Linked DNA regions of Mus musculus: region 2 is linked to region 1. The links are chromatin contacts, called in public HiChIP or PLAC-seq maps. All regions are on one chromosome and are shown on one strand. Each heading gives the region's core, a stretch centred on a gene start, on an enhancer-like site or on the middle of the called end of the contact. The rest is flanking DNA. Distances are from core to core; before and after follow the strand shown. Region 1 overlaps Stap1 (signal transducing adaptor family member 1). Region 2 holds the start of Dck (deoxycytidine kinase).

Region 1 (3,878 bases), core at 712-3,211:
TCCTGCCTATGCCTCCCGAGTGCTGGGATTAAAGGCATGCTTCATTTATAACTTGTGTTAAAATGTCACCCATAGTATTTTTAGACATAAAATTAAAGAATTAAAACTTCCTGTTTTAGTATTACTCAGCTATTATAAAGAATGGATTTATGAAATTCTTGGACAAATGAATGTATCTGGAGGATATCATCCTTAGTGAGGTAACCCAATCACAAAAGAAGTCATTAGGTATGCACTCATTGATAAGTGGATATTAGCCCAGAAACATAAAACACCCAAGATACAATTTGCAAAACACAAGAAAATCAAGAAGAGGGAAGACCAATGGGTGGATACTTCATTCCTCCTTAGGAAAGGGAACAAAATACCCATGAAAGGAGTTACAGAGACAAAGTTTGGAGCTAAGACAAAAGGATGGACTATCCAGAGAATATCCCACCCGGGGATCCATCCCATAATCAGCCACCAAACCCAGACACTATTGCATATTCCAGAAAGATTTTGCTGAAAGGACCCTGTTATAGCTGTCTTGTGTGAGGCTATGCCAGTGCCTGGCAAATACAGAAGTGGATGCTCATAGTCATCTATAGGATGGAACACAGGGCCCCCAATGGAGAAGCTAGAGAAAGTACCCAAGGAGCTGAAGGGGTCTGCAACCCTATAGGTGGGACAACAATATGAACTAACCAGTACCCCCAGAGCTCATATATTCTAGCTGTATATGTAGCGGAAGATGGCCTAATTGGCCATCATTTGGGAAGAGAGGCCCCTTGGTATTGCAAACTTTATATGCCCAGTACAGGGGAATGCCAGGGCCAAGAAGAGGGAGTGGGTTGGTGGGGAGCAGGGCAGAGGGAGGGTATAGGGAACTTTCGGGATAGCATTTGAAATGTATATAAATAAAATATCTAAATAAATAAATAAATAAAAACTTCCCTTTTTTTTTTTTTTTGTCTTTTCGAGACAGGGTTTCTCTGTGTAGCCCTGGCTGTCCTGGAACTCACTTTGTAGACCAGGCTGGTCTCGAACTCAGAAATCCGTCTACCGCTGGGCATAGTGATGCTAGTGATGCACGCCTTTAATCCCAGCACTCGGGAGGCAGAGGCAGGCAGATTTCTGAGTTCGAGGCCAGCCTGGTCTACAGAATGAGTTCCAGGACAGCCAGGGCTACACAGAGAAACCCTGTCTTGAAAATGCCCCCCCCCCAAAAAAAAAGAAATCTGCCTGCCTCTGCCTCCAAGTGCTGGGATTAAAGGCATGTGCCACCACTGTCCCCTGTTTTATAATGCATGTTATATTCAGTGAAATGTAATCATCATAGAAAATTTTGACAGAGTATATAATATATCCAAAGTGTTATCAGCAACTATCTTTGAGTGTAGCGACAAGAATTAATTTTAATCTTCTCTTTATTTATCTGCAATAGACATATTATATTCTTCTTGGAACAAAAGAAAAAGAAACAGTCCATGTGACTTTTATTTTATGAATTGATCCCCTGTCTAGTTTGAGCTGGCAGCATTGATTAGCAGGTTCCAGTGGACTAGGCATCTGAACATAATGTCATGAAAAAAACCAGGATGTGTTTTAATGGCAAGAGCATCAAAATCCCCAAAGGAGAAGGCCCATAATATGTTCCTCAAGAAAGAAGACGTATAGGATGCTTCAGAATCCAGGTACTGTCCTAGTACCTTTTAAAAAATGCTTTACACAAAGCTTTCCTCAGAAGGCAAGTTCAATGCTCACTGATCAACCAACTGAATACAATATTCTAAGAATTTAAAAATATTTGGTATACATGATGATAAATCATCCAGTTATAGAGTCTCACATATCTATGCCATTTCCTTCCTTCTTCATAGCAACTTTAATTTAGGTTTGAGCTCCGGAAGGAGATCTATTTAGTCTACATGTGTGGGTGGAAGGGGATTTCCTCTGTGGTAAGAGTTAGTTCAAATGCACACAACGTTGATCATGACATAAGAGAGGAAGTGTGGCAGGGCTCACAATTGGTCCCCAAGATATTTAGCATCCCTGCTGGCAACACGTTCAGGTAGGTAGTGCTACCTGGTAACTAGCAATTAGTCTTAACTGAATGAATAAACGAGTCAACTATGCACTTACTCAGGCAGTGGGTTCAGTACATCCGCATAGTCTTGTACTGGCTCCTTCTCTTTCTCCGGAGGCATAAGAGGCAGCTGATCTGTCTCAATCCTTCTTTTCTTTTCTCTCTCTAAGACTTCGTGCAGTCTAATCACTTGCCCAGGTAGAAGTGACACATGCTGAGGAACTGTCAACTGAAACCAGTTAAAACAGTAGGCAAACTAAAGCTGCAACCAAATAGCATACTGGCTTTAGTATAGAGGACCTTGTTGGCCACAAGGAGTTGTAGTGACTTAGTATCCATTCTCAAAGACAAATGGACAGAACAATAAGAAGATTCCAGTCTAACTTGGGCATTACAGTACTGCCCCTATATCAACTAGAACCTGCACAGAGGTTTGCTTGGTTGTTTGCAGAACTGGTTGGTTGATGAGCTGGTTGGTGGGCTGATTGTTTGGTGGACTGGTTGGTTGGTTAACTGGTTGGTTGGTTGGTTTATTTAGGTTATTTTGTTTTGTTTTGTATGTTTTCTTTCCATACCGTCCCTCTATGTGGTCCTGGCTGTCCTAGAACTCACTCTGTACATCAGATCAGTAATCAAACTCACAGAGATTGACCAGGTGCTGGGATTAAAGGTGTGTTACCAACATGCCTAGCTGAGATCATAGTTGATCTGGTCTTAGGTAAAAGTAAACATACTTTTTACTGTGAGCTAAGTAGCAACCAATCTCTCAATTTTTTTCTTTCTTCCTTCCTTCCTTCCTTCCTTCCTTCCTTCCTTCCTTTCTTTCTTTCTTTCTTTCTTTCTTTCTTTCTTTCTCTCTTTCTCCCTTTTAATTTTTTTGGTTTTTCAAGACAGGGTCTCTCTGTGTAGCCCTGGCTGTTCTGCTCTGTAGACCAGGTATTTGCCACCAACACACAGCTAATCTCTCATTTCTCATTCTAAACTCACATACCTTTGTAATGCCCAAGAAGTTTAGTATCGCCAGGAGATACCTTATTTTCCTACAAGTTAACTTGGAAAAGCCCCACATTATTCTGAGAACGTGGGTTTGAGGTGAGCAGGTTTACACTGCTGGGGGTTCACTCCATTTCTAGCCATCCATTCATATTTAAACATGTTGATATTGCTCTTCATGTTAGTTTCGTTGTTCTCTAGAAATGTGTTTTGAATTCCATTATCCATGTAGAAATGTGTTTTGAATTCCATTATCCATGTAAAGTCTTGTGAATTGCATTCACATCTCAAAATTTAGTTGGGAACAACCTGTGCTTTCTGGGGAAGTATGATACAACAGTTTTCTACCTGTGACCTTAGCTAGCTAGTCAGTATTTGCGGACAGCCATGTCTGGTTTATAATTTGGCCACCAGAGGAGAATGAACATTCATCAGGTAACATTCAAGAGAATCCATGTGAGTAGAAAACTTCACTTTCAATTTTCAATTTAGCTAACCCCCCCCCTCTCTCTCTCGTGTGTGTGTGTGTGTGTGTGTGTGTGTGTTGTCTAGTCCCATGCTCTTGGGACTCAGGAATGAGGAATGTCAAATAAAGCAACGGGGCAGCTCGTGCTCCTTGGGCTCCTCTGCTAAAGGCCTAAGAATGTTAGGGTAGTTGCTTCCCTTGATACTGCCTTTTCTAGCAGTGTGGTTTTGATTGAGTCACCCGAACATGTCCTACTAAATTGCTCTCAGACGCAAGTCTAGTTCCTCATTATGCTCCCCTGGAGCAATAGTCAGAATAGTGGAACATTTTAACAAATGATGTATTCACACG
Region 2 (3,878 bases), core at 665-3,164, 2.7 Mb before region 1:
CTAGATGCTTAAGGGAAACTTGTTAACTGCTAGTAAGCAATCTTTCCTAATCTTTCCAGTGCAGTTGGGGGTCAGAGAGGGATGGCAGGCATGGATGGCACTACTGAATCTGTATGTGGAAAGATAGCTCTGGATGCAGAGAAGCAGGAGACGGAGCGGCCCACTCACAATTTTTTCCAGTGCTGGGAAGATTAAAGCAGTACGAAGGAAAGGAGATGGAAGACTAGATGTATGTTGCCTACATGAGCTTGAGAGAAGGGAGATAATCCATTATGATCTGTCCATTGGAATTTACCCTGAAGATGACTTTACTGAACACTTTCTCCCATCATTCATATGGTCATCTTCATCCACTAAGACGCCCTGAGGATTCTTACTAATAAACATGGCATCGCAAAGAACTTATAAGAAAGGAGGATCTCGGCCACAGAAGTGTGGAGCAAGGAAAACTTGCCCTCTTTGTGTCTCAGCTCGGCTCTCTTGAAGCTTACATCTGCTGACCTTCTTTCTCAAAGAGATGGTGCTTTGAAGGTGGCAAAACTGAAAACATCCGCTGCATACATGAATAGTCAGTACTCAACCTGCAGGCACAAACCTAACAGCTGTGCCAAAACAGGAAGCGTCGGTTGGTTCCCAGTGGTAGGAAATGTAAAAGAATGGGCAATTCAAGCTCACCTTGCAAAATGACATGCACAGTGTAGCTCCCCCAGTAAGGTTAAGGGCAGAAACTCTAAGAGTCTTTAAGCCAAAACTCAGTGCTTACCTGTACGTGGGAAAGGGAATAAAACATTGCACACTATCAAACTCATTACCTGCTTTCCTCATATGTGTAGCGTAGTGTTAGGGATTGCTACAAACGCCAACCCAAATGGTGACAACAAAGATGTGCTATATACCACTCATTGTAATATTACTTTCTTTTTTTTTTTTTTTTTAAAGTATTACACTGGGCCAGGCGTGGTGGTGTATTCTTTTAATTCCAGCACACAGGAGGCAGAGGCAGGCGAATCGCTAGAGAGTTCAAGGCCAACATTGTGAGTTCCAAGACAGGCAGGTCTCAAAAGTGAGACCGTCTCAAAAAAAAAAAAAAAAACAGAACAAGAAATAAAGTTCTGCAGAAATAAACAGCATGGGTGAGTTTTAAAGGCACTCTAGTATACTAAGCAAGACACAGAAAACAAGACACTCTGGTTTTGTTTAGGACATCATGGGAAAACAAAACTGGCAGGGATTAAAACAGAAGCAGGTCAGGGCTTGTAAGGGGATGGGAAGGGAGAAAGAGCTGACTACAAAGAAGCGCAAAGGGAACTGGGGATGTAAATGATGAAAACGGTCTCAATTTTGCGGTAAAACCGCAAGTCAGTGAAGCCTACCTGAAGAGCACACCTAAAAAGGGGTTCGCATACCTAAGTTACATCTCAAGAAAAAACAGTTCCCAACAAAGGGTGCACACTGGTCCAGAGCGCGCCTCACAAAGCCCCCGCTGGCGCCGGGCCAGACGAGCCACCGCGCCGGCGCGAGCAGGGCAGCAGGGAAGGATCCTGGGGCACCAGCACAGCACCGCACCGGGGACACCTTACCGATGTTCCCCTCGATGGAGATCTTCTTGATGCGGGTCCCCTCGGAGCTGGTCGAGGGAGAAGGGCAGAACCTCTTAGGTGGGGTGGCCATGCCTAGCTCCAGACGGCTCGGGTGCGGAACCTGCAGGGACACGGCGGCACGGGCGGCTCCGGGTTGCAGCGTCAATCTCGCGCCGGCGGGACCCGCACTTTGACTTTGGCGCGCGGAGGCGCAGGCGATTGGGCAGACCGTGGAGAACCCGCCCTGACGGCCCCGACTCCCACCCTATACGCCTCGCCCTCGCGGGATCTGCATGTCTGTGGTTCCTCCGGGCGGGCCGGGCGTCCCAGGAGCGCAGGGTAGGGGGCGGGGCTTGTGAGGAGAACCCTGAGAGAGCCGGGCGACTGACCGTGCGCGACGAGCTGTGAGCCGGAGGGGGCGGGGCCTGCGGGATGAGCAGTGGGAGGGCGGGGGGCGGGCCTTGCGCAATGAGCTCATTCGAGGGCAGGGGCGGAGCTTGAGCGAAGCGCCTAGGGAAGAGTAGGGTCAGGCTTTTCTGGACCAGCCCTTTGGGATCCTGTCAGGCTTCGTGGTTTGAACTTTTCCGGGAAGAAAAGTAAGAACTAGTAATTTCAAACTAAGAGCCTCAGTAGGTGTCTCTCACAGAAAACGTGTAGCTGTCCGTCACTGTCTTAAGAGTTATTTCGTTAACCAGCGATCTAGTACCATCCACCATACAGGATAGTGCCTAGAATGAAAGGAAGGGAGGGAGTGGCTACTGGTTTAAAGTCTGGGACCAGAAGTGAGACTGGAAACTGGCATCATAACACCCAAGGTCTCCACTTTAATTTGCATGCTACACCGTGCTGTTTATAAAGTTACCTAACACTAGGTATGTTTCTCAGCAGCATGGCTATGACTTAACATTGCATGTCCATGGCCTAACATGTAATTAATGTTTAAAGTCATATACACATGTTTATACATAGAGATGTACTCTGCACACACACACACACACACAGCATTCTGCTAGGTTGAGCTAGAGAGAGGTGCTATTTAATCAGGGTATAGACCTGGTAAAAAGATTACCCATCTGGAAGTCAGATTCAAATTATCTACAAAAACAAAGGAACTTATTTTTTTTTTAGCGTGTAACTATCATTTGACCTAAAATATGTCCTAAAAATGGACCTAGCAGCGGAGAAATGACGACTTCTACAAAAAAAGGAGCAGGTATTAAAGTGAGTTGTTGGACTGGCTGGATTTAAGGCCCACTCCATGAGATGTAACACATATCTGACACTGCTCAGGTGGCAATCCAAATACTGTTCTGCTACAATAACTGAACAATAAAATGATACCTAGTGATATCCTATAGGTCAGTATCTCTTGTAGCCAGCATCAGAGATGCTTCTTTCTGCAGAACCAAACCCACAAAGGCATAAAGTGCAGAGAGGGAGACCTTGGCATACTCTGCTTTAAATGGGATGTCTCCACCAAAGCCCTCTCCTCAGGGCTCTGGGAACCTTATGGAAAACGATGGGGAAAGTCTAGGAGTCAGAGGCAATGGAGGACACCAAGGACACAAGGCCTTCTAAACCCACCATGACCAACACACACATGAATTCACAGTGAGGCAGCATGCATGTTCCCTGCATAAAGCTAAGCCAGTTGGGGTCCTAGAGCTGAAAAAGTGGACACATGGCTCTGACCCTAGCCCAGAAGTTATTCCAATTGAAAACTGCTTGTAAATGAAAAAATTAGTTTTCCCTAACATACTCTCACTGGGAATACAAACCACTCTTAAGGAGAGATGCCATGCCCAGCAGCATAGATGGCCAACACAAAACCAACTCAGTGGCAGTTCTAGAGATCCCTGGCTCCAGAACTTAATGTTTTGTCTGGGTATTAGTTTTGTCATTATACATTTTCCCCCTTACTGGTCCTTCTTATTTATCTTACTACTTCCAGTGTCGTTTTTACGGAATTTCTCTGTGTGCTAATGTATGTCTCTGTCTGTCTGTGTTTCTTGTGCCTTTTCTTTGGTTTTCTCCTAGTAGTTTGTTGGCTTCAGCCTACTCTGATTGTTTTTAATTTTCTCTTATTTCATTACTATTTGCAGATGTTGCTTGTATGCTGATGATAGTAAGACTCTGGATATGGGTAGGGCGGAAAGACAGGATCTGGAAGGAGTTGGGGAAGGGAATCCATAATCAGAATATATTATATGAAAAAATATACTTTCAATTAAGACACTGGAGTGATGGCTCAGGGATTAAGAGCACTGACTGCCCTTGTAGAGGACCCAGGATCAATTG

Evidence for each region. HiChIP or PLAC-seq counts read pairs in DNA pulled down with a chosen protein or histone mark.
Region 2: a contact with region 1 is called in an H3K27ac HiChIP or PLAC-seq map of regulatory T cell precursor, with 17 times the contacts expected there. The contact joins the promoter of Dck here to the enhancer-like site in region 1. A contact is called at or near these places in 3 of 39 promoter capture datasets (the C10 cell line, the HPC-7 cell line and pre-B cells), 3 of 484 Hi-C or Micro-C datasets (CD4 T cells, LSK cells and memory CD8 T cells), 4 of 115 datasets of contacts at active chromatin or transcription factors (bone marrow-derived dendritic cells, large pre-B cells, pro-B cells and 1 more) and 1 of 9 other capture datasets (adipose tissue).

The regions. Positions count from the first base shown.
Region 1 is chr5:86,085,069-86,088,946 of GRCm38.p6, reverse strand. Stap1 (signal transducing adaptor family member 1) reads right to left here. Exons shown (of 9, transcript NM_019992.4): 5 at 2,125-2,297. Among named protein-coding and RNA genes, the nearest start is that of Gm24524, 7.2 kb to the right of the region's middle. Within about 2 kb of position 1,961, at least 99 of the 459 cell types and tissues checked have an H3K27ac peak or open chromatin away from gene starts, as enhancers often do. A contact at or near this core is called in the HPC-7 cell line, LSK cells, bone marrow-derived dendritic cells and 4 more, where this site is marked.
Region 2 is chr5:88,763,049-88,766,926 of GRCm38.p6, reverse strand. It overlaps Dck (deoxycytidine kinase), which reads right to left and starts at 1,914. Exons shown (of 7, transcript NM_007832.4): 1 at 1,581-1,914. The coding sequence starts at 1,671.